Linked DNA regions of Mus musculus: all the other regions are linked to region 5. The links are chromatin contacts, called in public HiChIP or PLAC-seq and promoter capture Hi-C maps. All regions are on one chromosome and are shown on one strand. The core of a region is the stretch at or near the end of the contact, and the rest is flanking DNA. Distances in the headings are between cores, read along the strand shown. Region 1 holds the start of Srrm4 (serine/arginine repetitive matrix 4). Region 2 overlaps Gm30028 (a long non-coding RNA gene). Region 3 has its middle 14 kb from the start of Gm42010. Region 4 holds the start of Sirt4 (sirtuin 4). Region 5 holds the start of Prkab1 (protein kinase, AMP-activated, beta 1 non-catalytic subunit).

Region 1 (5,335 bases), core at 1,601-4,100, 570 kb before region 5:
TGTGAGGCCAGCTCCCTGCCAAACTACCTGATCTGGAACATGTAACCATGATGCCCCACTGAGAGGACCTTGAGAATCGGTCATGTAGCATAAAAACCCGGAGTTCTCCATGCTAATGAGGTATTTAAATAGGTCAGGTGTGTTTAGCCAGTGAGCTTCCCTTCCTGGACATTTCTTCCTGCAAAAAGTATTTAATCCCTCCTTCACCCCGAGTAAGATGTATACGTTCACATCCGCCGTCAAATAAAGCAGTTTGGACAAGCAAGGTCCTTCATCGAGATTGCCCAGGGCTGAGGAGGGGGAGGTCTTGGTCACAAAGACTCGCACCTAAATCTCCCAGAGAAGGCCTTCTCTCTTCCAACCCATCCGGACTCTTGGCATTCACTCAAAACCAAACCGGATTCCACCCCTGTCCTGGTACCCATGGACCCCTGTTCCCAACTCCCCGAGGTCTGATGCAACTCTGAGAACACAGCAGATAGGGAACCACAGCATCCGTCCCAAACCCCACAGCATCCGTCCCAAACCCCACAGCATCTGTCCCAAACCCCGCTGTTTCACATCCTCATCTGGGAAATCACAGGCTGGGAGCCCTATTACTGACAGTGTTCTGCCTCCCCAGAGTGGCTTTCAAGCGGCATTTGGGCATCCCAGCGGCGAGTCAGACAAATAGCCCGACACGCTTTGAGTAGAGATGGACCTGTTGTTCCAGATTTTGTAAAAAGGATCCAAAAAAGATGAGCGGCAACTTTCATCTCCCTCGGCTTCTTACCACGGTGTAACAGGACCATCAGGTTCCTATGCTTTCCCCGTCCCCAACCCACACGCCATGATGGACTCAATCAAACCCTGAGCCAGATAAAGCCTTCGTCCCCTAGTTTGCTTCTTATCAGGGATTTGCTCACAGTAACAAGACAATTACTAATACAACAACTGAGGTCACTCGCTGAAAGTCTGGGTGCTAAGCCCTGAGCTTGTTCGAGGAGGCACACAACTTGGAAACCACAGCACTGTCTGCTTCGAAGCATGGGCTCATTGGCATCTTGTAGACTTTGCCTAGCTCCAGTCTTGTATGCCTCTTATTCCCAGAGTGCTCTCCCAGACCTGATTACTGTTTTTTTTTTCTCTCTCTTTAAATAGTCAAGGCTAAGAGGGAAGACAGCTCGATGGCTTTTAAAGTGACAGCCATCCAAGGGTTGCTAGGTCCTAGACGCAATCTAAGAATGAGGAATTTGAATGCAGGGGATCAGGACATGGAAAGTTCACTCCCTGGTTTACTTTCCTCTGTCCTCAAGTCTCCCAGCCCCAACCCCATCCCACCTCCTAATCTCTGCTACTCCCTTTAAAAGCCAACAAAATGCACTTCTAGTTACTGACCAGAAGGGGTCACTGCGGAGTGAGCGCTTGGCGCTCCTAAACCGGTACACAGCCATCACACACAGCCATCACACACAAACTCCTCCTGTAGCCTCTTCCAGGCCAACGCTCACTCCTTGTTCCTGTGTCCCGGCTTCTCTTGCCCCATCCTGTCCTCCTCTCCCCTACTCTGCTCCCCCCTCCGTGTACCTCCTATTCTCTTACAAAGGACTTACTTACAAAGTTCGCACTGATGTTGGGGGTGGGGGTGGGGGTGTCTTCGCTCCCCACTGCTACTAGGTCAACAAAAATTAGAGAATTTTTTCTGCCTTCAGGGTGGAACCCGGTGTCAGTGCTTGGAGGTTTGTAAGACTTAGCAGAAGCTCCTTGTAGGAGTTTCACTTTTAAACCCTGGCGGTAGGTGAAACTCCCAAGTATTAAAAGGCTCCAGAGGAGAAATGGGCTGGGGAAATCTCACTAAGATATCTTCCCTAAGAAGACCCTTACGGCAAAACGGGGAGACATTGTTGTCTACTGCCTGCGCATCTGGAGTTTGAGATTCTGAGTCTCTGCTGGGACTGGGAGAGTAGGGGGGAGGAAGAAGATGGAAAGACCAAAAAGTTACTTGTAATCCTCGGAAGCCCTCCCCCCCCTTCCCCCCTCAGTCTTTCTTTGCCAAATCGGACTGTTGTTTCACACCCAGGCTGCGGGTTCTCAGGGGGGTGGGGGAGGGGTGTTCTTTTGGAGGGCTTTGGCAGCGGGGACGCGAAGCAGGCCGGCTGCGAGGCACAAAAGAGATATCCTTTATAGCGCCGCAAGCACAGATGTGACGCTGCGCCCCTCTGCGGGTGGGGGCCGGCTCGACAGATGGCGAGAAACCGCGCTGGTGACGGATTGTCCGTCAAATGGCATTTTCGGGGTGGGGGGGTGGAAGAGCCCCCCAGGCGTAAAGAAAATCATAGGGGCACCCACACACACACACTTTGCAGACCTCGGCAGTCCATCCCAGAAGTGGGGTGGGTGAAGGCAGGTTGGCGTGGGTGGATAGGTGGGGCATTTTTTAGTAGCTCCCTCAATGGAAGATGCTCCCCAAGTCTTGCAAAAGGATAGGGAGGTGGCCCAGGCCCGGGAGTGCGCATGTAAGGGTTGAGGGGAAGGCCTGCGACGATGGAGGAAGGGTGAGGGCTAAGAGAAAGAATCTCCTTTTTGATTCTGTTTGAGGTGTTGGGGTCGCTTCTCAGAGGGGTCAGAGTCGCAACTCTGTGGCCACGGGGCCTTAGAGACAAGCGCTCGCCCCTCCCTTTCTCCTCCTCAGACCTGCGGGCTTTTGTTATGCAGATGGCGGCGGGAGGCTGAGCCAGAGAAGGAGGGGTTGCTGGGGAAGGAGGAGACGGAGAAGGGGAGGGAGGAAAGTACAGCTCGCGCGACCAGCCTCCCCTTCCAACGTCACATTGTGCAAGAGACAAAACCCGGGCGCGCCGGAGCTCACACGCGCACGCACGGCAGACGCCCCGGTCGCCTCCTCTCTGTTCTCTGCGCGGTAGAGAAAGCCGGCTAGCTTTGCTTCGCCGAAGACACGGAGCTCAGCCTGCTCCCAGCGCAGCTCAGAGCCAAGCCAAGAGGTGAACCCAGCCGGGGAACCACCTTCTTTCTCCGCTGCCTGCCTAACCCGAGACGTCCCGTTCTATCCCATCCCCCGCCCTGAACTCCGATCTCTCCCCACCCCACCCCTTGGGGGTTTCACGCGGACAGCGCCCCGGAGCCCAGGGCGTGTCATCGGGTTTGTAATCCACGTTTCAGCACTTCGGACAGCGCCCCAGGCTCCCGGGCTCCTTGGGCTTTCAGGATGGCTAGCCTGCAGCAGGGCGAGAAACAGCTGTTTGAGAAGTTCTGGAAAGGGACCTTCAAAGCAGTGGCCACTCCGCGTCCCGAGAGCATCATCGTCGCCAGTATCACAGCCCGCAAGCCGATGCCAAGGTAATGACCTCGTTCATGAGTTAGGGACACTGGGAGGTCCCCCCCCCTTTTCTTGCCTGTGCCCCAGAATCTTGACGGGTGGACGCAGGCAACTGGAACAGGGTGTCTGGACTAAGCCCGTCGTACCCGGTATCTCACGCCGGAACATGAGAAATTATCGCTTGTGTAAGGGAGAGGCTGTTGAAAAGGGACAGGAATTTTTTGACGGGGAACAACACTCCTACAGACTCCGCACCTCCTATGCAAACCCCCTTGCTTTCTTAGGGTGGGCGGTGTGGCTCGGGGTACGTACTTGACTGAAAACTTTTCGAGCTATCGCCAAGTGCATAGGTCAGGGGAGCAAAGCAGTGGTGGATTTGAGGTGTCAGGGGATGCTGTACAAGACATGAACTCAGCTCAGCCAGTGTTCAATACAAGCATTCTAACCCTTGGCCCAGAAACTAGCGGGTCTCTGAACATTTCAACAAAAGCCCATATGCTATTCCCTCAGATACGCTCGCTCCAAGCAGCACCCTCCTCCGTGTCTTAGCCTAAGCTGCTGCTCGTGTTGAATTCTTTCTTTTTCAGCACCCAAAACCAAAACTCTAAAGCTCAAAGTCAGCATGAAGATAATACTGAAAGTTTTACTTTATTTTATTTTTTAAGGATCTGGTGGCTTTGAACTTTGGAATGAGTTGGGGTGCTGGAGCAGTAGTTAAAAAAAAAGACAGGAGGGGAGAGGATGGGAAGAAATACAAAGGCAGGAGAAAAAGAAGACAAGAGGGGGTTGAGGGGGCACAGAGCCTTCCACAGCAGAGAAATACCCAATATTTTCCTAGATCGTTAGATTCAGAAGTCTTTGAGAGGGCTGTGCCCTCTGTCAGAGAAAATCAAGGCTGTATAAAAACTCATCTTTTGCTGCTGCTGGCTGAGCGGTTCTGAGAGTTAAAGGGACGATCTGGGGGGGGGGGCGCTCGCAGGATTGATTAATCCTGGCAGGCTGCATTAGGGACTAGATGGAAAACATGTCTGGGAAAAGAGCCTCTGACAGATGCCTCATCCAGCTCCAACTAACTCTGAACTTCCCAGCAAGTGTGGGGTCGACGAAGGCTGACTGGAGAAATAGATCCGAGAAGAGTAAGCCCACATCCAGGAACTTTTCTTTGTTCTGACTGATGCTCAAGCAGGTCTTTTAAACAAATGGAGCATCCAGTGTGGGGGGAATGGGTAGACAGGAAGCAAGAAGGACCAGCAGAATGGAGATCCTATAAGCAGAGTAGACATGTGAGTGGAGGTGGGGGGTGGGGGGGAGAAACCCACTGATTCCGGCTGGAGAGGTAGGGGGGTCTAGGGGTACATGTGACACCAGATGTCATTAGAGCTGGCACTGTCTGCTTGCTCAGAGGTTTTTGGTGGAGAGTTTGACGTCAGCGCTTTTACGTCCCTGGTCTTCTGCCACCGGCTTCACCTCCCTGCATCTACTGTTGGCACGGCAGTGCTACAGTGGCCAGAGAAAATGGCCTTGCAGGTGGGACCGGGGGAAATTTGTCTGGTGGCAGAAGTGTTTGGTCCATGATCTTCTATTTTATGGGCACATGGGCAGGAAATCAGGTTCTTGCTGTTGTTTTCATTTAGACGACTGTCCCTAATATTACCATGCTTGGAACCTTCATGGTTCTGCCTGTCTGTCTGCCTGTCTGTCTGTCTGTCTGATGTTACCAGCATACCATTTTCTTGCCAATAGCTTCAATCATATGACTCAACTGAGAGACATCCTAGCTTCCAGCTTTTGTTCATTTTCATTTAAGCTGTGTGTGACTTTTAAAGAGTTCAATGGGCCCTCGGTATTTCCTCACTCTTGATATATTTTAACGTCCTGGGGTTTCTATCGCACCGAAGAACACCTTTGAAGTTTACGTCAGAATTCCATAAAGCTCTCTATTGGTATTATACAAGAATACCCCTGTGTCTGGCAATTCCTCTCTGTAGAGCACGTTCTGGCTTGTAGATGTTTTATCTAATC
Region 2 (5,359 bases), core at 2,320-4,819, 980 kb before region 5:
GGGCTCAGCAGTGAGTAGTGTCTAGGCACGGTATACCCTGCCTCAGTTATTCAGCTCCTACTTAGGTCCACCAGCCTTCCCTCCTTTTGTTTTTAAATAACCCTATGCAGCTGAAGTGACCCCCTCCCCCCATTGAGCAGGAGGGCATGGTAGAGGCGTAGAGGGGAGATCTGCCTTGTCTAGCTTGCCCACCCAGGGTGCAGCAGGCTGGGGTGGCGTCAGATGGACTCCAGAGCCTGGGAGCTAGCGTTCGTGGAGTAGAGGAATAGTAATGAGTCTATTTATTGAGCTTCTTGTTCAACAAGGCTTCTTCCTTTAATCTCTACAACAGCCCCGATTAAATGACTGGCCCTAAAAGTCAGCCAGACGTGTGTGGCTTCTCTGCTCCCACAGGAGGGAGTTCGGGCTTAGAGCTGGGGTGGGGTGAGTCTGGTACTCACCACTGTATGTGGACTTGGTTTACAAAGACACGAGTGAAAATAGTGGCTCCAGGGCTAGGATGGAGCCCAGTGGCAGAAGGTTAGCTCAGCCTATGGGTGGCCCGGGGTCCCACCCAGCAGTGTAAGGATAAAATAAGAGTGAGCTTCAAAAGCTGCTGTTTGGTTGGGGCCATGGAGATGGCTTGGCAGGTCAGGGCACTTGTCACAAGTCTGACAACCTGAAGGTTGGTCCCCAGGACCCATATGGTTGGAGGGGAGAACCTGACTTCTGTAAGTTGTCTTTTGATATGCACTCTTGGGCACTGCACATGCACATATACACACACACACACATACATACATATACGTACACACACATACACATATATACACATACACACATATGTACACACACATACATATACATACATGCACATATATACACATATACATACATGTTCATACATACACACATACACACATATATACATATACACATGCACACATACACACATATACACACAAATATACATGCACATACATATATGCATATACACACATACACACATTCACATATACATACACACTATACACACATACACACACACAAAACAAACAAACAAATGTAATGAAGATGGGTAGAACTGAAATTTAAAATTGTTAATGTGTATTTATGCAAGTGTGTATGTGTATGGTGTGTGTGTGTGTGTGTGTGTGTGTATGTGTGTGTGTGTATGTGAAAGAGAGAGACAGACAGACATGTGAAAGAGAAAGGGCAGTCTCATATGCCACCCTCAGGAGCTGCCCAGCTTCCTTAAGACTGGCTTTTACTGGTCTGAAGCTCATCAATTAAGTGAGGTTGGCCAGGCAGTAGGCCTCCAAGGTCCCCCCACCCCACCATGCTTGGAGTACAAGTTCAGGTTGCCACACCCACCGCTTTCACAGAGGTTCTAGGAATCAAATCCAGGTTTTCCTGACTGCTGGCAAGTGTACTACAAGTGATCTGCTCCTCAACCCCTCTCCATTTTACAGACAAGGAGAGTAAGAAGCCAGGTCACAGAGGACAAGTCAGAGCCCTCTGTCCCAGACAGGAAGCTGAATCTCTTCATTCCCATCCATTGCGTGCTTTCTGGTGCTCTGTGGGAAGGTAAGAAGTGTTTCCTTGGAGCAGTCTGAAATTCACAGTGGGCTTTGTCAGGCTCTGGTCCCTCAGCTTCTGTCCCTCAGAAGCCGAGAGCTCTGTTGTGGAATTCTGTCCCCTCTCCCAAGGGCTGCGCTGCCTCTGAGTCAGGGAGGCTGAGTAGACCCCTTGCGAGTGCAGTTCTTATGACGATTACCTGCCCTTGGGTCCTCAGGACACACAGAAGCATCACCAGGCTGGAGATCAGCCTCTTACACGCTGGGGACAGACTTGGATTGGCTGATTAGGCTTCAGAAGTGTCATCAGAGATGCAGAGTCATGGGAGAATTTAGGACAGGATTGCACACGGCACTCGTTAGGCAGTCAGATATTATTGAACAAGCATGGGAAAGAAATGAGAATGGATGGCCGTCCTTCTCCACCAGACATCTATGTATCTATCTAGTGCTTTCCTGGTGTGTGCAAGGCCCTGGTTGCCCACTACTAAAGCCTCACATGCAGGGGACAGAACCCAGCACATAGTAGGTGCTCAATGAAGCAGTGACCTTTCCTACCAGTATCGATGTGGTTTTTGATAGCAAACTTACAGGGTGGGTGGAGTTAAGTGAGGAAGGGCTAACCATGGTCCGTTGTTGGTGAGGATGGAGTCATGGGTGGGAGCACAGCACCGGGAGGACTGCAATCAGGCAGGATAAACCAGGACATCAGCAGCTGAAGCTGACCTCTTTTGTCAGTTCACATTGAACTTCACGAGGGTCTCTCTGCTAATCACTTCCAGGCTAAGCACCTACAAGGTGAAAACCCAAATTTTTATCTTCCGGAGCTGGGGATAGACCCCCAGGGCCTTGTACATGCCAGGGAAGTTCTGCCTCTGAGCCAGCTGCTGGTGTGCGACAGTTGAACACAGTGGCTCATGGGTATAATCCTAGTACTTGGGAGGCAGAGGCAAGAGGAATGCTGTGAGTTCAAGGCCAGCCTGAGCTCCATAGTGAGTTTCAGGCTAACTCAGGCTATAAATACAAGACATTTTCCCCAAATCTATGATGTCATAGATGGGAAAATCCACACCTGACCTCATGAGCTATCAAAATAAAGACCAGAGGAAAGGACGGGCTGTAGTTATCACGTAGCTGTTATTTATAAACACATATATATACACACACACACATACACACACATATACACACACATATATATATGCTACATATATGTTATATATGTAACATATGTTATATATATGTTATATGTATGCATTATATATGTTATATATGTGTATATATGATATATATATGTTATAAGGCACTTATGAAGCATAGATGAAATTTCTGTATATATTTGGTTCCTACCCTACAAGACATCTTTGCAAATATCCAAATCAGAAACAAAACAAAACAAAACAAAACAAAACAAAACAAAACAAAACAAAACAAAATCTATCACCAACAAATAAACACCAGACCTGAAGGGATTCTAGTACTCAGGTATTTTGGATAATGGCTGTTCAATTAGTAATAACTGACAAAGTTCTCATGCAATATATCTCTTGGTAATATCTCTGCTTTCTGGAAAGGGGCACTAAGCCCCTACCCCCTACCCCCCCAGGTCTGGTGCCCTGACCTGGCCTCTCCCAGAATCTGCAAGGCTGCAGCTCCTGATGCCCACGTGAGCCTGTGGCAGGTGGAGGCTGCCCGAGGCCCGCTGTCACCCCAGCTTGGGTGTCGAAGGCCCAGCTGGCATCCTTGCTGCTCCGTGACCCTCAGGCACCGGCTCAACACACACCCCTCCTGCTCCCATTTGAACCCGGCTGCTGTTTCTGCAAGTTTCCATTTTTAGCTCCCTGGACTGGAACGCAGTGTTCAACGCACCGTAAACCGCAATGTCAGTTTGATTAGAGAGAAGGCGCATGTGGGCTTCGGGCTCGCGCCTCCCCGAGTCTAATAATAGCCCGCTGGATTCTCTCTCCTCTCTCCTTCCAAAGCGTTTTCCTATGCAATGTCCCATTTAAGCTCCGGGGAGGTAGCCGGCTGGTGGCTATTGAGTGAAAGGGCTTCTAGAACTATTCAGTGCTGTTAAATGTGAAAGGGTATTGTCCTCGTTGTTTTAAGGGGGGAGAGAAACAGAACTGGGAGGCTGGGAGCAAGGTTCTAAAAGGAGCTGGTGTCTAAATGAGTACATGCCCTGTGTGTATTCTCTTGCCAGCCATGGAAAGTGCATTTTTTTTCCCCATAAGAAAAAAAGGCTCAGGGAAATCGGATATCTGGTCCAAGGTCACGAAGCTCCCAGGTGACGAACTATGGTTTTGACCCAGGACATTTAAGGCCTCTGAGCCCTCTATCGTGTCACTAACTAGGGTATTCTGGAAATAAAGACACAGCAAGATCTCGATACTCCTGTCTCGGACCGACTCAGTTCCCTGCCTTTGTCCTTGGGAGTTTTACCTGAGGACATGATAAACCAGAGGGGTTAATTCCAATCAGATGTGGGCATTTCTCACCCATCAAAAATGCAGAGAATAGCAAATTCTTGTTTGCTTTTCCTTCCAGTCCTACTGTGCATTCGCTCACGCATCCATCCATTCATCCAGTGCCTTGGTTTCAGGTACGGTCCTTGTGTGACCCAGAACAAGCGACAAATTGCTCCTCTGAGAGCCCCAGCTTCCTCATCTGGGAACCACAACGAATCCAGCTTCCTAGGGCCATTGTGAGATGTGTGGATGTAGGAAACAAAAATATTTGAGAACCAAAGAGTAGATCAATTTCTGGGTAGACTTGCAGATCGGGTATATGACGTCACTTTCTGTACCCACTCCCTACCTCTGCAGCTTCTATTCACAAAATGTTTCCTCCCAGGTGAGACGACTTAGTCACTACTCAGTATCTCAGCATAGTAGGACCTCCCTGTCCCAAAACCTATGGCAAAGTCCACGGGCTCAAGCCCCATTGGACTAACTTGGGTCACATATGCTTATCCTTCAACCAATCCTTGGGGTCTTGAGTAGTGAGAAACAAGCTGATTGGGCAGACTCAGTCATTGGTGTAGAAGTGGGAGGAGACTGTAGATCTTGATAGAAGAAGCAGAATAGGTGCCGGCGGCAGTGTGATGCCTCTCAGGTATGTACTAGGTAGGAGGACTTACTTCCAAGTGATTTATTAGGAAGTCCTTTATGGGGTGGCTTGGCATTCAAGAAACCCTAGATTCCACCCCAAGCACTGCCGAAAACCAAGCAGGGATGGTACATGCCTATTCATCCCAGCGCTTAGGAGGTGGAGGCAGGAGGATTAGAAGCTCATGGTTAACCTTGGCCACATAGAAAGTTGGAGCCTGCCTGGACTATATCTGTGCTATATGGGAATATGAGGCTCATATTCTCTCTCTCTCTCTCTCTCTCTCTCTCTCTCTCTCTCTCTCCCTCCCTCCCTCCCTCCCTCTCTCCCTCCCTCCCTCCCTCCCTCCCTCCTTCCCTCCCCCCCCCCCCACGTTCTTATAAGAAAAACAGGTAGGGAATAGAGGAGGTAAGAGAAAAGGAAGTAGTTAGGGGTTTTATTACAGACAAAGGGTTATTATAGTTGTAGCCTGGCCTTAAAAGTGTAAGTTATACTTCCCACCTTCAAACAAGGCAACTGGAGATTTTTATTCATGAACCAGTCACTGACAGTGGACCACATTTCACTGTATTCCCAGAGTATGTACATTCTCCAGAGGTCCTGGGTCTCAACCTACGGGATGCCTCCCTCGTAGCTCAAGGATGATGTTCCAAAGGTCGCAGCCGCAGATCTCCCACAACTGAATCACGAAGAAG
Region 3 (5,635 bases), core at 233-2,732, 870 kb before region 5:
GATAACCCCAGTTTATACCAAGTTGACATAAAACTAACTAGGCAACCTCCTTTAGCACCCCCCCCCCAGATTCTATGACAGTCCTGGCTCACTAATAATGTAGACGTGAGGGTCTCTGTTTCCCAGTAGCAGCCTGAGTCCAGAGGCTGACATGCTGATGGCTGTTGTCTGTATCCTCAAAGCGGGAACCAGAGCTCAGGGTTTGTCAATGTCTTGTTGCTGGTCTCAGAGTGCCCACATGCTCAGGGAGGGAGCAGGAATCAGGTCTTTCTATCTTTGAAGTCAGCTGACTTGGGCATCAAAATTCAAAACAGCTTTCCCTGTATTGGTAGAGGGTGGGGTGTGAATATTCCCTGTGAAAGAACACCCTGCATGACTAGACTGGGAAAATGGAACAGGTTGATTGTAACCTGAACTCTCCATGTCTCTTCTACTGCTGAATATGAGATATTGGGATATACAGGCACAGAATGCTCTGAGAAAGATGACTTGAATGTATTGTAATTGATTTTTTTCTTCCTACAGGAATAAAGGAAGGGGGCGGGGAGAAAACATGCTCAGGCTTCGGTATTTTTGAACCAGTTTATAAATCTTAATCATACTATGAAAATGTTGCCTGTGTTTCATAGCCAGTTTTCCTACATCAGGCTGCCTTGGAAACTGGTCCTTTACAGGTTACCATAGGTGGAGTGGACAAAAGTGGGAGCTATAGAGTCAGCCTTAGCTTATGCCTTATTTGAGGCTTGGAGAGATGACTCAGTGGTTAAGAACACTATCTGTTCTGACAGAGTACCTGAGTTTGGTTCCCAACGACCCACATGGCCATTCACAACCACCTACAACTCTAGTCACCAGAGATCTAGCACCCTCTTGTGGCAGCCCAGGGCACCTGCACACCTGACTCTATACACACACACACACACACACACACACACACACACACACACACACACACACGAAAGAGAGAGAGAGAGAGAGAGAGAGAGAGAGAGAGAGAGACTCATATATTAAAACAAAACAAAAAACTTTCAAAAACATCCCATTTTGGGAGGCTGGCAAGGTGGCTCAGTGGTTAAAGCACTTGCTGTTCAAGCTTGAGAACTGGAATTGATCCTTGGTACCTACAAAAATACCAAGTGGCACCTCAGGTTGGAGATAAAGGTTCTCCCAAACAAACTGGCTAGGCAGACTAGCCACATCTGTGAGCTCTGGGTTTGATTGAGAGTCCTTGCTTCACAAAGGTGGAGAAACAGTTGAAGGAGATTCCCAACATCAACCTCAGGCCTCCATGTGCACACACACACACACACACACACACACACACACACCCCTCAATGGAAAGAGAGAGGACATAGCCTGCTTTGTGTATGCATTACCCACAATCCACTGCTGCCCACCCTCCTCCTTCTTTCCTCCCGTGCTCTGCCTCCTCCTCACTTCTCCGCTTCCAATTAGGGCTGTCGAGGATGCGTTTCTAACAAGGAGCTGTGTGCAAGGAGCCCCCCTAATGATTTCTTTTTCAACATGTCATGCGTCAGGAGGCAGCCGGGAACAGAGCCGCTTGGTGTGAGCAGCCCTGGCTAATTAGGTTTCTGGCTGCCTTCTCTCTGCACCCACCCCTGCCAGCCTGCCTCGTCACACCCCGTATTGGCTCAAATTCTGCTGGCTGTCTGGGATAATTTGAAGGTCCCACGCAGAAGTACGCCATCCTTTACATCTATTAAAGGTTTCTCTGCTGGAGGCTGATAATGCCAAAACTAATTAGGGAGTTCTTTACCCGCTTCCCCCCCCACCCCCCATCTTGGGGTACCTTCTTCATGGGTGATCCTGTAGTAGTCAGGGGGAGGGGTGGTACCACCCAAGGGAGGCCTGCCAATTTGTAGAGACACCATTTGACTGATGGAGAGACTAGAGAGTGGGTGCTGCCTTCTGTGAACCTTTTTCTGGGTAAACATAAACAAATTCCCACTTTCTCTCTGGGTAGATCATGGAGAGCAGATCTAAAAACAATTGCCAGGGTCCAGCTTGGCAAATGAATGAGCTCACCTGGCTTCTAAAATCATGGGTGAAGGCATAGATGGCCCCCAAGAGGCTATGTCTCTAAAAAGTTTCACCCCAGAATGAATGATGACTTCCCCGTTGCTGTCTAGATGGAGTCTCCTCTTTAGTCAACCTTCAAATGCTGTATATACTGTGTCACCTCCCAGACTTAAAGAATGAGGGCCCAATAGGTTCTCTCTTGAGGGCGGCTGTGAGTAGTTACAGCCTTCCGGTCAGAGGTTGGCTTTTCACAGTTCACAATGCTCTATAGCGCCATCTAGGGGAGGAGCAAAAGGCAATCTTCTAGTCAACTCAGTTGTGTGCAAGAGATGATTGCATGCTCCGGAGACCCAAACAAACGCACTGAAAATCACCATAGAGGGCAGAGGGCAGAGGGCAGAGGGCAGAGGGCAGAGGGCAGAGGGCAGAGGGCAGAGGGCAGGAGGAACCTTTGCTTTTGCTTTAGGAAGGGCATCGGGGAGGGAGAAGGAGTTCCTGTTCTCTGAGAGAAGACCTGAATGCTCCTGGCTCATTCTGTTTGTTTCCTGTCTGGACCCCGAGGACCCGCCATGATGTCAGGCCCACAGGAGATTCTCAACTGTCAGTTCTGGAACAGCTGTTTGCACAAGCTCTTGACCATGGGACATTCTAGGGCTTGAATGGAATTTCATCGAGTGTCGCTGAGCCAACGGGGGTTCAGCGAGGAAGGGCAGAAACCAAAGTAGGCATTTGAATAGAGAGGATTTGATGAAGGGATCTAGGAAGATGTAGGTTATGGGTGGATAGAGGAAACAGCATGACTGAGCATGCGCTGTTGGAGGCCTAGTGACAGAAGGATGCCGGTAATGACCAACCAACCCCCATTGCCTTGGGGACATATGGAAAGAACAGCAGAGAGAAGCTATGGAGAGGGGGCTGTGGCATTAGGGCTCAGATCTAAGAAGGCATCACATCCATCTGAGATGCCCTTGGAGATGGGTGATAAGGAGTGTAAACGGCAGTTGGAGGCTTGAACCTCTTCTTGGGAGAGGTGGAGAAAGCTGGCTGTAAGACACTGTTGGGAGGTGCCTCACAGGAAGCTCTTCTCCCTAGCCTGCCCCTTTCCATTTGCGTTCTGTCCTTTGAGGTCGGGGGTGTTGCTCTCTTCCAGCTATTGACAGAACCAATGAAGAAACTCAGCAGAGAAATGCAATGTGCAGACCTGGCATCGCCAGCTTGATGCAGGTTATCGAGCAAGACACACCGAGTCGACCACCCAGACAGCACCCAAGGCAGGGGGAGCCCAAGGGTAAGACTGGGCTCTCTCAGAGGCAGCGGTCTATCCAGAGCCTATAGACTGGGAATATGGATAATTACACACAGTTCATTAATTACCTCGGAAAGCAGATGTCACAGGGTAACACGAATGTGTCTGAGAGGCTCTTCCGGAGGGAAGAGAAGCGACCTGAAAAGTTAAGAGGCTCCGCAGGAGTAGGGGTAGGACTGAGGAAACGGAAAGTACAAAGGTCAGGGGGCAAGAGGGGGCGGAGCTTTGGGAGCTGGGAAGGCAGGTAAGGCAGAGCATGTGAGGGGAGAGATGCACAGGGGAGATTCTCACTGCTCAGGGTTCCCACCTGCCTGCTCCTGACACCTCTCTTCCAGCTTGAGGACAGGCACTGAGGTCTTTCCAGCTGAACTCTACCTTGGTGTGCGCTCTGCTGTAGCTCAAGCTGCTCCTGAAAGGGCGGGGGTGGGGGGGCTTCTGCCCTCTGCTGCTGCGTGGTCCTCATGTTGATAAATAGCATCACATGTCCCCCTCGCTCCCGAATTACCTTCTCTCTGCTCAACTCAAGAGCAGTCACTCCACAGATGATTGATTTAACCTCGCTTGTGGTAAAAATTGCAAATCCAACCACCCGGGAGACGCCATTTCTCATCTCTCAAATTGAAAGATACACTAAAGAAATGAGAACGCGGGTGGAGGTGTGAACGCGAAGCAGCAGCAGCCGTGTGGGATGGCAGGTCCGTGTTAAGTTCTCCGGGAAGGAACTTACCCAGGTAAATAAAAAGCTAGGTGTGAAACCACAACAGTACATCTCTCTCCAGCAGTTTATGCTCGGGGACACTGCACACAGGCTTCTGTGTATGAAAGTTCTATGTTGGTGGACACAGCTGAGACCATATTGAAGAAAGATATTCGGAGGAAAATCCACTGTATTGACTGCATAGATATTTTTTCTTATTATTCCCTAATGGAACAGCAATAATTTCCATTATATTTATATTATAATGTAACTTAAAAATAGTTTTCTAAGACTTGAGTCTCATGGACCCAAGGTTGGCTTCAATCTCCCTATGTCCTCGAGGGTAACCTTAATCTTCTGATCCTCCTGTCTCCACCTCCAGAATGCTGGAACTGCAGGTATGTGCCACCATGTCTGGCTTATGGGATCTTGGGAATCAGACCTAGAGCTTTGTCTATGCCAGGCAACTGCACTATGAACTGGGTTTTATCCTCACACCCTACCTCCTCTTAAGATCTCCTTCCCAGTTCCCAGAGTGGACACTGAGCCCTTTCCTACCAAACTCCATCTTGACCTCCTTTGGCATGTGGCGTCTGTCTTCTGTGGTAGGTGTAGATTGTGAGCTAAAATGGCTGAGAGTCTGTGGGAGGATGCCGGGCAGACTGCAGGTAAATGTGACACCATTCCGTGTAAGGACCCAAGTGTCAGTTTTGACATCTGTAATTCACCCTGGACTCTCTGCAGCTACTTTGTGATAGTGATGCCTGTATCAACAATGCACTCGAGATCCCAACAGTGGGGATGCCTGAGGCTTCATGTGCCCTACCACTGAGGCAGCAGAGCATCTTTGATAGGAGCCTGGGTAATTGGACTATCTATCCTATGCATACTGCTCGAACCTTCAAGGTAAGGCTGGGTAGCTTCCTCGGAAGCTCAGGCACACTTGAGTCCAAGTTCTGCTTTCTGAACTTAGAAGCTCTTCTCTCTCTGGAAAAGTGATTGTATTCCTAGAGCCCTGGTTTCCTTGGTAATTGTGAGATTTGCAGAGAAACGAGAAAGGGAGACGCCCCAGTCTCAGAAAGGGAAAAAAATGACATGTCTGCTCTCATAGGTGGATGCTAAGTGAACGTCTGTGTGTAATGTCACATGTAGTACATACATTTATTTAATGTTATCAGTGAAAACTAAATTTAAAAACAGGGAAATTTTAATATCTTTTGGAAACGGCCCCATAGCCAGGCTAAGAAACGGTGCTTTGCCAGGTATCTGGGCATCACTCAGCCAAATCAGGTCGATGTATAACTTAACTGTCCTACTGTGAGCCCTTAGTCAGAACTTACTAAGCTTTTAGACATGTGTGGTAGGAATGATTCTAGATCACAGGAAAGCCATTGTGCGAGTAGATGAAGCTCAGCTTCTTTATGGTTTGGGTTTGAAACACCCTCCCCCAAAGAGTTACACATTGAAGGCTGGGACCCCCAGAACAGTAATGTTTAGTTAGACCCGGGAGGTAGCCGTACCATAAGGGGTCTGACTTCACCATTGAGTGAATCTCTTGACAGATTCATAGCTCAGTGGAATCTTGGGAGAAA
Region 4 (6,141 bases), core at 1,072-3,571, 540 kb after region 5:
TAAGACAGCCTGGGCTGTGGGGTAACACTGTCAAAACAAACAACCATGACAACAAAACCCAAATTAATAATAATAATAACCAAAGCAAAACAAAAATCTGGAAGCGAGACCTGGTCATTGTATTGCTTATTTAATAAAACAAAACAAAACAAAACAAAACAAAAAAACCCTAAGAAATGGCGTTGAAGAGCTGAGCACACCTGTGATTCCGGCACCCAGAAGGAAGGTCATCCTCGGCTACTTAGTGAGTTTGAGGCCAGTCTGGGAGAAATGAGACACTTCCCGAAAACAAACAAACAAACCAGAACAAAACATAAAAGAGCTCCTGAAGTCAGGAGAGGGAGTGTATCAGTCTCTATGCATTATACGTGGCTCTGCTCATAGTTGCTGCCAAAGCGTCCATTTTCAAGTCCGTGGACACATTTCTTCGTAATCCAAATTGGTTGTATGTTGGGGTGTGTGTGTGTACTGCGTATGTGTTGGGGAGTCAGCGGAGGCCAGAGGGGAATCTTGGGGATCCCCCTCATCACTCCCTACTTTATTCCTTCTGAGGCAGAATCTGACAGCGTGTCGATAAACTCGGAGTTCCAGTTCTTCCACCAGGCTGGGAGCAAGCAGGTGCCAGCCGTCCGATTGCTCTCTGCTCGCCTTTGTGCTGGGAGGAGAGTTTATGTGGGTACTGGAATCCAGACATAGGTCTTCATGCTTCAGCTGTAATTCTGAGCCTCAGGGCCATCTCCCCAGCATCCACGATCTATTTTGCTGTTTAGAATAAGAACACTGTGTGTGCATGTGGGCCAAAAGTGGAGTTGGCGCTCTCCTCCCTCGATCCAGGGGGTCAAAGTTGGGTTGTCAAGTGGCAGAGCTTCACCTGCCTAGCCACCTGGCAGACCCCTATCAATCTTTAACTTATAGCAGGAAATTTAATTACTTTGCAGTGGAAGTGGACGTGGGCACTTAGGAGGAAAACCAATCAAATCTGCGAACCGTGTTGGCACACATCGTTCAGTTCATCAAAGTTCTAGGGAGGCGGAGGCCGGTGAATCTCCATGAATTCAAGGCCAAGCGTGGTCTACATAAGGAGTTCCAGGCCAGCCAAGGCTACATAGTGAGAACCCATCTTAAAACAAACACAAAACAAAGGGGGCAATTATTTATTATTAAAAGTGTCAAAAAAAATTCTGGGCGTGGTGGCGCACTCCTTTAATCCCAGCACTCAGGAGGCAGAGGCAGGCGGATTTCTGAGTTCGAGGCCAGTCTGGACTACAGAGTGAGTTCCAGGACAGCCAGGGCTAAACAGAGAAACCCTGTCTCGGAAAACCAAAAAAAAAAAAAAAAAAAAAAAGTGTCAGACTATACATTAACACCCTGTCTCAGAAAAACAAAAACAAAAAACAAAGAAAGGGTCTTTTGGGGAGGGGTTGGGAGAGCTGAAGAGGTGGCTCACTGGTTAAGAGCATTGCTTCTCACCAGGTGGTGGTGGAGCACGCCTTTAATCCCAGCACTTGGGAGGCAGAGGCAGGTGGATCTCTGAGACCAGCCTGGTCTACAGAGTGAGTTCCAGGAAAGCCAGGGCTATACAGAGAAACCCTGTCTCGAAAACACCAAAACAAACAAACAAGAGCATTGCTACTCTTGCAGGGGGACTCAGATTCCATCCCGAGCACCCACAGGGCAGTTCACAACAGGTTGTCACTCAAGTTCCAGGGGATCTGACGCCCTTTTATGGCCGTCAGGAGCTCCTCCTGTATGCATGAAGGTAAAACACACACATTATTAAAAAAAAAAAAAAACCAGTCTATTTTAAAAAGCGTCTTGGATGGAGAAATGCCCGCTAGTGTGAATTCAGGGCTACCCAGGGCTGGGCTAACGCGCTGACACCGAGCTATAGCCCCAGTGCTCTTACAGTATTATTTTGAGTCCGAGGTCTCACTAAGTCACCCAGACTGGCCTTGAACTCGTGATTCTTCCGCCTAAGCCTATTGAGTGGCAGATTATTGTCCTGTGCTACTAGTGAAAGAGTTTCTTTAAGAGAGCGAATTCCTAAATTAGGACTGCTTGGATCCTCTTTCGCACGCAGGACATGGGAAATATTAACCACTTCTTTGGTGGCACAAGCCTCTAATCCGAGCACTTGGGAGGTGGAGCCAGGAGGATCACGGATTTGGAGTCAGACAAGGATATGTCAGACCCTCTCTCAGCAAACAACACAAGCCACAAACAAACAAACACTACAAGAACCTCAAAAGGCAATCATTGCCCCAGGCGTCAGCAGCATATCCGGAACCTTAACTGAGCTGAGCAGGAAAGACAGCGGGCAATCCGTAGAGGAGCGCCCAAGAATCTTGGCGTGGGAGACACGTAGGATTCTGGGACTTGTAGTTTTCTTCCAACTAGATCGGCTTCGCGGACTACATTTCCCAAGATGCACACGTAACAAGCGAGTCCCACTGTTGGGTGAGAATTGTGGAAGGTAAGTGTTCTGATCCGGCTGAAGGTTTCCCGCTGAGCATTCTTACTAGGGATTCCATCTGTCTCTTTTGTTCTCGAGGGGACAAGGAGGATTTATCCCGGCAAAACCCGACTGTTTAGCCGTTCACACGTAGCTGGGAAATCTCATGGAGAAAGCAGGGTCCTGAGCTCTTCTTGGATAGGAAGCCAAGCCTAAATATGTGTGCCTATCACTCGATAGCTCCGCATTATGTCAAAGACTGTGTCAAAGGCTTGTCTTTACAACTAGAAAACCAGACAGGCAAGTTTGTATGCCTTGATTTTTATGTGTCCAAGTAGCAGAATTTACAATGCAGGGTAAGCAGACAGAGTGATTACTTAGCGTCCATCCCAGAGGCCCTGGATTTGGTACCGAGAACCGTGTAGAAAAAGACAAAACAAAACTGACATACTAAAATTAAAAAATCTTTTGGAGAAATGATATAATTCGGTTTAGTTGTATTCCTTGGCCTGGGCTACAGGGAATTCTGTCTCAAGTAATGATAATAATAATAATAATAATATCTGATTTAAACCAAGTAGAGTTATAGAACAAATAGTCCCATGAGAGATAATATTAACAAAAATATAAATATTACTAAAACATGTTTATATTAGTAGCAGGTGAAAAATAATGGGCTATTAAAAGTCTGTTTTTTAGGGCTGGAGAGATGGCTCAGTGGTTAAGAGCACCCCCTGCTCTTCCAAAGGTCCTGAGGTCAACTCTCAACGACCACAAGGTGTCTCACAACCATCTCTGATGAGTTCTTCCCTCTTCTGGGAAGTAGGTGTACGCGCAGGTTGACCATTCATATACATAAAATAAGTAAAAAAAAATTTTTTTAAAGTTTGTTTTAAAAAATATTTAATTTTTTAAAATTAAATTTTATTTTATGTGTTTGGGTATTTTACCTGCGCGTGTATTTGCGCATCCCTTTTATTCCTCGGCGCTTGCAGAGCGCAGACGAGGGCCTGAAACTGGAGTTAAAGATAGTTGTAAGTCACCATTGTAGGTGCTGAGAATTGAAGGGCTTCCGGACGAACCGTCCTCCCTTCTGTTTCCCCAGTGCTACAATCCCAGGCCGGGGCCACCGTGGCAAAATTTTCATAGTCGAATAGAGTTCCGGTGTCTATCAATTGGTGGGTTAACTTGACTTGTAAAACCCAGCTGCTCTCATGGATTTCTTTCTCTCCAGAATAAGAATGAGCGGATTGACTTTCAGGCCGACAAAGGGCCGTTGGATCACCCACCTCAGCCGGCCGCGTTCTTGTGGACCCTCGGGGTTATTTGTGCCGCCCAGCCCTCCTTTGGACCCTGAAAAGATCAAAGAGTTACAGCGCTTCATTAGCCTTTCCAAGAAACTCCTCGTGATGACAGGCGCGGGGATCTCCACCGAGTCCGGCATCCCAGACTACAGGTCAGAAAAGGTGGGACTTTACGCCCGCACTGACCGGAGACCCATCCAGCACATTGATTTCGTCCGCAGTGCTCCGGTCCGCCAGCGGTACTGGGCCCGAAACTTTGTGGGCTGGCCTCAATTCTCCTCTCACCAACCCAACCCAGCACACTGGGCTCTGAGCAACTGGGAGAGACTGGGGAAGCTGCACTGGTTGGTGACTCAGAACGTGGACGCTTTGCACTCCAAAGCAGGGAGTCAGCGGCTGACGGAGCTCCACGGATGCATGCACAGGTGCAGAAGTCTGCGGGGTTTGGCCCTAAGAAGACGTGTGGTCCCCCAGGTGAACGGCCCCTGGCTGTCTGGACCAGGGTTATCTTAAGATGGAGAGCAAGCAAAGGCTCCCGGAGCAAGTTGTTCTCTTTGGAGTTAGGCCCAGTGAACTGAGGAGAGGAAGTAGGGACGGGAGCAGGGGAGGGAGCAAGCCAGGAGAGGATGCTTTCTGCCTGGCTCGGGTGCAGTGGTCACCTGGGCAAAGCTCTGAGCTCAGTCTCCCAGCACCAGGAAAAATAACGTGAGTGGGGTTGCGTCCTGCGGTGGCTCTAGCCCAGGACTTCAGACTTATTTCAGAAAGAGCCACTGTGAGGTTGATGGGTAGTGTTGTTAACCCTGAGTTTGGGTTGAAAAAAAGAAAGAATTATTTCACCAAAAGAAAGCTTTTGCCTCCTCCTCCTCCTCTTCCTCCTCCTCCTCCTCTCCTTCCTCCTCCTCCTCCCCCTCCTCCTCTTCCTCCTCCTCCTCTTCTTCTTTTCTTCTTCTCACCAAAAGAAAGTTGTTATTGTCTTCTTCTCTTCCTCCTCCTCTTCTTGTTTGTTTGTTTGTTTGTTTTTGTGACAGAGTGTCTCTGTGTAGCCCGGATATCCTGGAACTCACTCTGTAGAACAGGCTAGTTTTGAACTCAGAGAGTTACTCCTTCCTCTGCTTCCTGAGCACTGGTATTAAGGTGTGTGCCACCACCACACCTGCCCCCCCCCTTTTTTTTGAGACAGGGTGTCTTATATCCCTGGCTGCCTTGGAACTTGCTATGTGGCTAAGGATGATCGTGACTTTGTATTTGTGTATATTCTGGTATGTGAGCACATGTGGGGACCAGAGGTGGAAATGTCTTCCTTAGTTGTCTCCACCAGTTGATGGGCTGGCAAGTCCCAGGTATCCTCCTGTCTCTGCTCCCTGGAGTTGCGGCGATAGGCCTTTCCTTTTGCATGGGTGTTGGGGTCTGAACTCAGGTTCTCATGTGTGCATAGCAAGCACTATTCCAAGTGAGACATCTTCTTTATATTTCTTTTTTCTTTTTTCTTTCTTTTTTTTTTTTTTTTTTTTTTTTTTTTGAGTCAGGGTTTCTCTGTGTAGCCCTGGCTGTCTTGGAACTCACTCTGTAGACCAGGATGGCCTGGAACTCAGAAATCCCCCTGCCTCTGCCTCCCAAGGGCTGGGATCAAAAGCTGCACCACCACTGCCCGGCTTCTTTAAATTTCTTAATTTCTGACCCTCCTGCCTCCACTTCCTGCTTGCTGGGGTTACAAGTGTGGGGCACCCACCTGCCTTAGGGGGTGCTGGGGATCCAACCCAGGGCTTTGTGCCTACTAGGTAAAAAACGCTACCAACCTAATGGCATCCCCACCCTTCAAAAGGTGTCTTTAAATGAAGTGGTAGTGACAGTTATTATAATGGACAGAGCAAGTGTGGAGGGGCACGGGATTGTGTACTAAGGAAATGAGGGTAGAGTATATGTTGATGCATTAAGGACAAAACCACTCGAATGGAATCTAGAGCAGTGGCTCTCAACCTTAACACAGCAACCCTCTAATACATCACATTGTGGTGACACTTGGCCGTAAAATTATTTTTGTGGCTACTTCATAACTATAATTTTGCTAATGATATGAATCCTAATGTAACTATCCATGTTTTCTTTTATTATTTTTATTATTTATCTTATGTATGAGTACACCAGAGCTGTCTTTAAGACATACCAGAAGAGGGCATCGGATCCCATTACAGATGGTTGGGAGCCACCATGTGGTTGCTGGGAATTGAACTCAGGACCTCTGGAAGAGCAGTTAGTGCTCTTACCCGCTGAGCCATCTCGCTAGCCCACTAGCTGCGTTTTTTCTGATGGTCCTAGGCGACTCAAGGTGTCTGGACTCACAGGTTGAGAACCTTGCAAAGGGGAGAAAGGAGAACACTTGGATGT
Region 5 (5,857 bases), core at 1,955-4,454:
ATGGTTCAGCAGTTAAGAGCACTGACTTGGGGCTGGAGAGATGGCTCTGTGGTTAAGAACACTGACTGCTCTTCTAGAGGTCCTGAGTTCAATTCCCAGCAACCACATGGTGGCTCACAACCATCTGTCATGGGATCTGATGCCCTCTTCTGGTGTGTCTGAAAGCAGCAATGGTGTACTCATAAATAAAATAAATTAAAAAAAATAATTTAGCCGGGCGTGGTGGCACACGCCTTTAATCCCAGCACTCAGGAGGCAGAGGCAGGTGGATTTCTGAGTTCAAGGCCAGTCTGGTCTACAAAGTGAGCTCCAGGACAGCCAGGGCTAAACAGAAAAACCCTGTCTCGACAAAAAAAAAAAAAAAAAAAAAAAAAAAAAAGAATTTAGAGTGATTCCCTGAAATTTATTTATGGGTAGCATTGTTTTTTGGCAGGTGATGAGCTACTTCTAATTCTAGGAGAAAAGGGAGAAAAGATATTATTTATCAATTGTTACATTGTTCTCTCTTTCTCTCAGTTTGTGTCTGGGGATTGAACTCGGGTCATCAGGATACAAGCATCTATACCACTGAGCCATCTCTCCAGCCAGCACCTTTGATTCTGTGTTGATTGTTCCTGTTGGAAAGAGGCTAGAGTCAGCCCATGAGGTATACAAACCAGACAGCACAGTCTTGAGAAGAGGGTTCAGCCAAGATCTCAGTGCTCACTTGCCTTCTGTAGCGGGCATCCCCGCAAGCAGAGCTCACTTGTGCAATCCCGGGAACTGGGCTGTCTTGTTGGCTGGAAAACACAAGATCTTCCGGCTATGCACGTGGGTGTCTGGGTATCACCGGATGGTGCTTTCACTGTTATCTGAGTAAGAGCAGAAGTCTGGAGGCTGTCCGGGCACATCAAAGCATGTGCAGAGCTCAGATAAAGGCCTTCTGGTTGCGCCCTCCTCATTGCCTGCGGGAGAACGTGGGGACCATGCTCATCCCGGAACGTTCAACGGGTTCAGATTTCATGGAGTAAACTCAACCTTGTTGGTCGTTGGTTCCAGAAAATTCTCCTTGGCCCTCACTCAGCCCTTCTCCTAGCTCAGAGAGAATTCCTTCCGAACTGCGCCTTTACCTTCCTGTGGTCCACCCCTCCTCTGTAAAGATTCCTTTACACTTGGAGCATCTCTTATTTTTGCTCACAGCCTCACTGGCAAATAAATAAAGAGAAGTATATAAACACACAAGCTAAGAAGCAAAACTCTCTCTTCTGTTTATTCCTTTTTCGTTCTCACAATCTATGGGGTTTGCTATGCATCCTTCCAGAACTTTCCATCTTCAAAAAGGACGGTGCTGATTAAAAAAAAAAAAAAAGCCACACCCATTGAGTTGCATTCTAGAGTCAAGCGGTAACCACACTACTCTCGCACTGTTATAAAGTGAGTCACAAAGCAGGCCTCTAAGATAGCTATTTAGGGGCCATTTCCCAATAGACCCCATGATGGAACTTCTTAAATGGTAAATTTGGAATCTGAACTCAGTCGGGCTGACTGCAGAGCCAGGCTGAGGCTTGGCTTTAGAATGTGGAATGTTAGAACGTCTCTTCATGCTCACTCACACAATGCTGGCGATAAAATATTTTAAAACATGCGTCTTAGCATTAGTATAGTGGTTAGAATCAATGCTTCAGGAAAGCATGCTCGTATATCATTTTCATGTGTGAATTTTTATTGAAATCCACTAGAAATTGTCCATAAATTTTTAAGTTTCCTTGTAGATAGATACTGTTAAAGTCCCTCTAGAAGACCACATGTCAGACATCGGGGTCCCTGGTTCCCTTAACAAAAATGTGTCACATTGCAGATAATTTAAAATATAGATGTTCACTGGGCAGGGTGGTACACACCATTAATCCCAACACTTGAGTGGGAGGAAGAGGAAGGTGGATCTCTATGAATTCAAGGCTAGCTTGGTCTACAAAGTAAGTTCCAGGACAGCCAGAGCTGTTACACACAGAAACCATGTCTCAAAAAACACACACAAAAACAGAATAACAAAAAAACCAAAACATATGTATGGGTAAATGTAAGACATGACCTAGAAAATCCAATGCAAAGCAAACAAACAAACCCCACAAGACAATGTTGTTGTTGTTTCTTTAAAGGCTGACTGTGAAGCTGAGATCGTTTTATTACAGCAGTCTGTACCTCTGCTGAAACACTAAGCCCTGATACATTTTACACATAATGTGGCCAATGTAGCCCCAAGGCTCTTGCAAAAAGACTTATCAATAGGCACTCAACTTGAAACAAACAACAGAACCCAACTGAGAACGTCAATTTCCCAGAAATCTTAGGTCTTTAAGTTTTCTCAAACACCTGGAAGATGGTCAGCATCCTCCATCCTTAGTCTACAGACAGAAATTACGATTTGGCCACTCTGGAGAGGCCTTCCTTTTGAAGGAGCCCTAGGTTGTCCTAATACATTCAATTGTGAGAGCCAGTGCATCTACGGGAGAGACTTAAACGTGAGGTTCTTTTGTTTTGTTTTGTTTTTTGTTTGGTTTTGGTTTTTTCGAGACAGGGTTTCTCTGTATAGCCCTGGCTGTCCTGGAACTCACTCTGTAGAACACGCTGGCCTCGAACTCAGAAATCCTCTGCCTCTGCCTCCCAAGTGCTGGGATTAAAGGCGTGCGCCACCAATGCCCGGCGCTTTCTCTTTTTTTCCCTTTTCTTCTTCTTGTTTGTTTTGTTTTGTTTTTACGATTATGTGTATGAATGCTCTGCCCTCCCGTATATGTGTGCACCGCCTTGGGCGCCGGGATCCCCTGGAACTTAAACTGCAAACAGTTGTGAGCCACCATGGAAGCGCCAGGACCCGAACCCGGGTACTCTGCAAGAGCAAGCGCTTGCTCCAAGCCGCCGTGGGTTTCGCGTTTCGTAATTCGAGTTACTGGAGAGTAACCAACTTGGAGTGAGGTGGTCGGCGCCATCCATGGCATTCTGGCATTCTCGCTCGCTCGCGCCTCCCGCTGGCCGCTACGAAGCTCGATCTGGTGGCAGCCCCGAACCACCCGCGACCGCTTCGCGCTGAGCAGCAGGGAAGAGGCGGAAACGGAACTGATGTCACCCTAACTCCGAGAGCGCTCCATCCCCAGTGACCACCCTTCCTTCCTTCCTTCGCTGGGCCCGGCCGGAAGCGGAAGTGGCTAAGGGGTGGAGGGGAGTTGCGGGAGGAGTGTCAGGTTACGCTCCGGCTCTGTTCGGAGTTCCAGTCGCGGTCGCCCGAGCCAGGTAAAGCGGAGCTCGGCGGGCGAGCGAGCGCGCGATCCGAGAGGGCGTGACTCGCGATCCCCGGGGGTCCGACCCGGCCTTTCCGGCTTCCTTGTGTCCCTGCAGATTCCCAGCCATGGGCAACACGAGCAGCGAGCGCGCCGCGCTGGAGCGGCAGGCGGGCCACAAGACGCCGCGGAGGGACAGCTCCGGGGGCGCCAAGGATGGGGACAGGCCCAAGATCCTCATGGACAGCCCTGAAGACGCCGACATCTTCCACTCCGAAGAGATCAAGGTGCTGAGTGGAGGGGCGTCGGAGCCCTCTTGACTCACGGGGAGGGTCCCCCTTTGCTGTAGTTCCCGCCACATTCCCAGCGTCACACCTTGGGGGGGGGCGGGGGAGGTGGCTCTGTCATAGCCCTCTTTGCCGTTCTGGGACTTGTGCCTAATTACCGATGGGAGGAGAGTCACCCTGGGCTTGGTTGAACATCATTAAGGAGAAAGCAGCTCAGGGACCGCGTTTGAGATCCTTAATTAATTAAGAGTCGAGCTAAACTGTAATTGAGCACCCGTGTCGACTTTTCTCTTCGGTGTAATTGATTGCGCGGCTTGGAGACACTTCAGGCCGACCGGCTTTTGCAAAAGTTGGGTTGGGAGTTCTAGTGTTCTTTTTGGCGGTAAAACGGGAGCACATACGTTAAGCTGGAAATGAAGTTGACTAGCTGACTGCCAGAGGTGTTTGGTTCTGACAGTTTCAGTCCACCCTGCTCACTTTATTTTAGATCCGGCAATTCCACTGGAGGAGGTCAGTGACCGAGAGTCACTCTGAACGCCAGCCAGCAGCTAATTACCCCCACTTCTCTCCCACGTTACTGAAATAATGCCTTGGACTTTAAGCAGACCAGAGCAAACAGATTTTTGCAGGCCAAGCTGAAAGTTCCTGCCTGAGCCACATTCTCTTAAAACCACAGTGAGGTGGCCAGTGCTTCCGGCTACAGGGCCCCAGTCCAAGGGCATTTGGTGATTCTAGGAGGAAAGAAGCTAATTGCTCAGAATAAACTACATTCAGGAACGTTGGCGCTCACCAGCCTGGTCTCTGTTACTTGCCGGGTTGCCAACTAATCCCCATTACTTAAACAGGCTAATTGCCTGGCCAGCTCACTCCGCTTTCACTCCCCCACCCCCACCCCCTAACTGGGCTACATAACCCACATTACTATTCTCCAGATCTTAATTTTGGGTCTGACTTTAAAAGAGCCTGCTTTTGCCAGGGAGTGGTGGCACAGCACTTTGATCCCAGCACTTGGGAGGCAGAGGCAGGCAGATGTCTGAGTTCGAGGCCAACCTGGTCAACAGAGTGAGTTCCAGGACAGCCAGGGCTACACAGAACACTTGTCTTGTGGCAGGAGCTTGTTTTCTGAGCTTGTTGCATTAGGGGAAAGGTGTGTACCTCGATCTTTAGCGTGTTTCCCGGTTGAGATTGTCCCCACCCCTAGAAGACATTTTTGCCCAAGGCTATTTAAGAGGAAGTAAAAGGTATTTGTGTTGTAGCCTGTGTATATTGGCAGTGCCCTCTGCTCTCTTTGCAGTGAACTGAGTAAACTTACTTTTTAAAAAGAAATGGGCGATGTGGTGCTGTTCTCTTCAGGGTCAGGGAGGAAGGACTTAGCTGACGTCCTTTCTCTTTTCATCTGTAGTGGCTGATGGATCGAGTCAGGGGTTCTTCCTGTTACCCCAGTTCAGCACTGGAGCTACAGTTACTTGTCCTCTAAAGCGGTGGCTCTCAACCCGTGGGCCGCCACCCTCTTGGAAGCCAACAGACCCTTCACAGGGGTCGGCACCCCAGACCCTGCATGTCGGATATTTGTATTATTACGATTCGGAACCGTAGCAAAGTTACAGATACGAAGTTGCAACCAAATCGTCTTATGGTTGGGGGTCACCACAACATAGGGGACCGTATTAAAGGGGCGCAGCGTTAGGAAGGGTGAGAGCCCCACAGCTCTCAAGCAAACCCTGCTAGTTATCCAATCTGTACGGTTCAGATCCAGGGACTTGCTGGTATCTCTCAGATAACAGCAGATCAGTATCTGGAGTGGAAGTCACAGAAGCCTCCAGGGCTCCTTCAGGGCTTTCTCCACCCTAGAAGTCCGGTGTTTGGCTTCGATTCTGACTGAAGAAGAGAAATGATGCTTATCTAACTGTGTCTCACCCCAGGGTGGGGTGTGTTCCTTTGTCTCTAGCTGGAGTAAGTTCCTCTGATATACCTCAGTGGATATTACCATTTGCCATTTGTATCTAGTTCTCTGTACCCCAGCCCTTCCCTTCCCATCTGATTGTGTCCATTTTAACAGCTCCGAGACCATCCCTAGTAAATTCTTACATACTCTCAAGTCTTGCTTAATGAGGGAAGTGGAGCATATTGAACCCACCCTGGACTCATGGCTGTCTTCTCCCGAGTAGGCCTTGCAGCTTCCTCCAGAGTTTGTGAAGTCTGGTTGCAGTAATAGTAGCTGCTGGTTAAGCACTGCATGTGTCAGACTGTCTCAGTCGTCACGATATGACAGAAGCTGTTGTCCTTATTATCTCCATTGGCAGGTGGGGGAACAGA

The links. Promoter capture Hi-C pulls out the DNA fragments that hold promoters and counts their contacts. HiChIP or PLAC-seq counts read pairs in DNA pulled down with a chosen protein or histone mark.
Region 1: a promoter capture Hi-C map of embryonic stem cells shows a contact between it and region 5, with 3 times the contacts expected there. The contact joins the promoter of Srrm4 here to the promoter of Prkab1 in region 5. A contact is called at or near these places in 4 of 39 promoter capture datasets (embryonic stem cells, hippocampal neurons and stem cell-derived epiblast-like cells), 1 of 15 datasets of contacts at CTCF or cohesin (embryonic stem cells), 7 of 484 Hi-C or Micro-C datasets (cerebral cortex, cortical neurons, embryonic stem cells and 1 more), 8 of 115 datasets of contacts at active chromatin or transcription factors (astrocytes, embryonic forebrain, embryonic hindbrain and 4 more) and 1 of 9 other capture datasets (embryonic stem cells).
Region 2: a promoter capture Hi-C map of hippocampal neurons shows a contact between it and region 5, with 4 times the contacts expected there. The contact joins the enhancer-like site here to the promoter of Prkab1 in region 5. A contact is called at or near these places in 1 of 39 promoter capture datasets (hippocampal neurons), 4 of 115 datasets of contacts at active chromatin or transcription factors (astrocytes, cardiomyocytes, differentiating embryonic stem cells and 1 more) and 1 of 9 other capture datasets (embryonic stem cells).
Region 3: a contact with region 5 is called in a promoter capture Hi-C map of hippocampal neurons, with 6 times the contacts expected there. The contact joins the enhancer-like site here to the promoter of Prkab1 in region 5. A contact is called at or near these places in 1 of 39 promoter capture datasets (hippocampal neurons), 1 of 484 Hi-C or Micro-C datasets (myocytes), 5 of 115 datasets of contacts at active chromatin or transcription factors (astrocytes, embryonic forebrain, embryonic stem cells and 1 more) and 1 of 9 other capture datasets (embryonic stem cells).
Region 4: a FOXA1 HiChIP or PLAC-seq map of pancreatic cancer cells shows a contact between it and region 5. The contact joins the promoter of Sirt4 here to the promoter of Prkab1 in region 5.

Annotation. Positions count from the first base shown.
Region 1 is chr5:116,589,332-116,594,666 of GRCm38.p6, reverse strand. Srrm4 (serine/arginine repetitive matrix 4) reads left to right here and starts at 2,850. Exons shown (of 13, transcript NM_026886.3): 1 at 2,850-3,333. The coding sequence starts at 3,203.
Region 2 is chr5:116,999,026-117,004,384 of GRCm38.p6, reverse strand. Gm30028 (a long non-coding RNA gene) reads left to right here. Exons shown (of 4, transcript XR_878713.2): 2 at 1,452-1,566; 3 at 5,242-5,359. Among named protein-coding and RNA genes, the nearest start is that of Gm30028, 16 kb to the left of the region's middle. Within about 2 kb of position 3,569, at least 42 of the 459 cell types and tissues checked have an H3K27ac peak or open chromatin away from gene starts, as enhancers often do. A contact at or near this core is called in hippocampal neurons, where this site is marked.
Region 3 is chr5:116,891,443-116,897,077 of GRCm38.p6, reverse strand. No RefSeq gene overlaps it. Among named protein-coding and RNA genes, the nearest start is that of Gm42010, 14 kb to the right of the region's middle. Within about 2 kb of position 1,482, at least 37 of the 459 cell types and tissues checked have an H3K27ac peak or open chromatin away from gene starts, as enhancers often do. A contact at or near this core is called in embryonic forebrain and hippocampal neurons, where this site is marked.
Region 4 is chr5:115,480,664-115,486,804 of GRCm38.p6, reverse strand. It overlaps Sirt4 (sirtuin 4), which reads left to right and starts at 2,321. Exons shown (of 5, transcript NM_133760.1): 1 at 2,321-2,473; 2 at 3,687-4,181. The coding sequence starts at 3,694. Gm42007 (a long non-coding RNA gene) reads right to left here and starts at 2,355. Exons shown (of 2, transcript XR_878704.2): 1 at 2,242-2,355; 2 at 112-762.
Region 5 is chr5:116,021,775-116,027,631 of GRCm38.p6, reverse strand. Prkab1 (protein kinase, AMP-activated, beta 1 non-catalytic subunit) reads left to right here and starts at 3,204. Exons shown (of 7, transcript NM_031869.2): 1 at 3,204-3,541. The coding sequence starts at 3,383. It overlaps Gm13842 (predicted gene 13842), which reads left to right. Exons shown (of 2, transcript NR_165276.1): 2 at 517-1,221.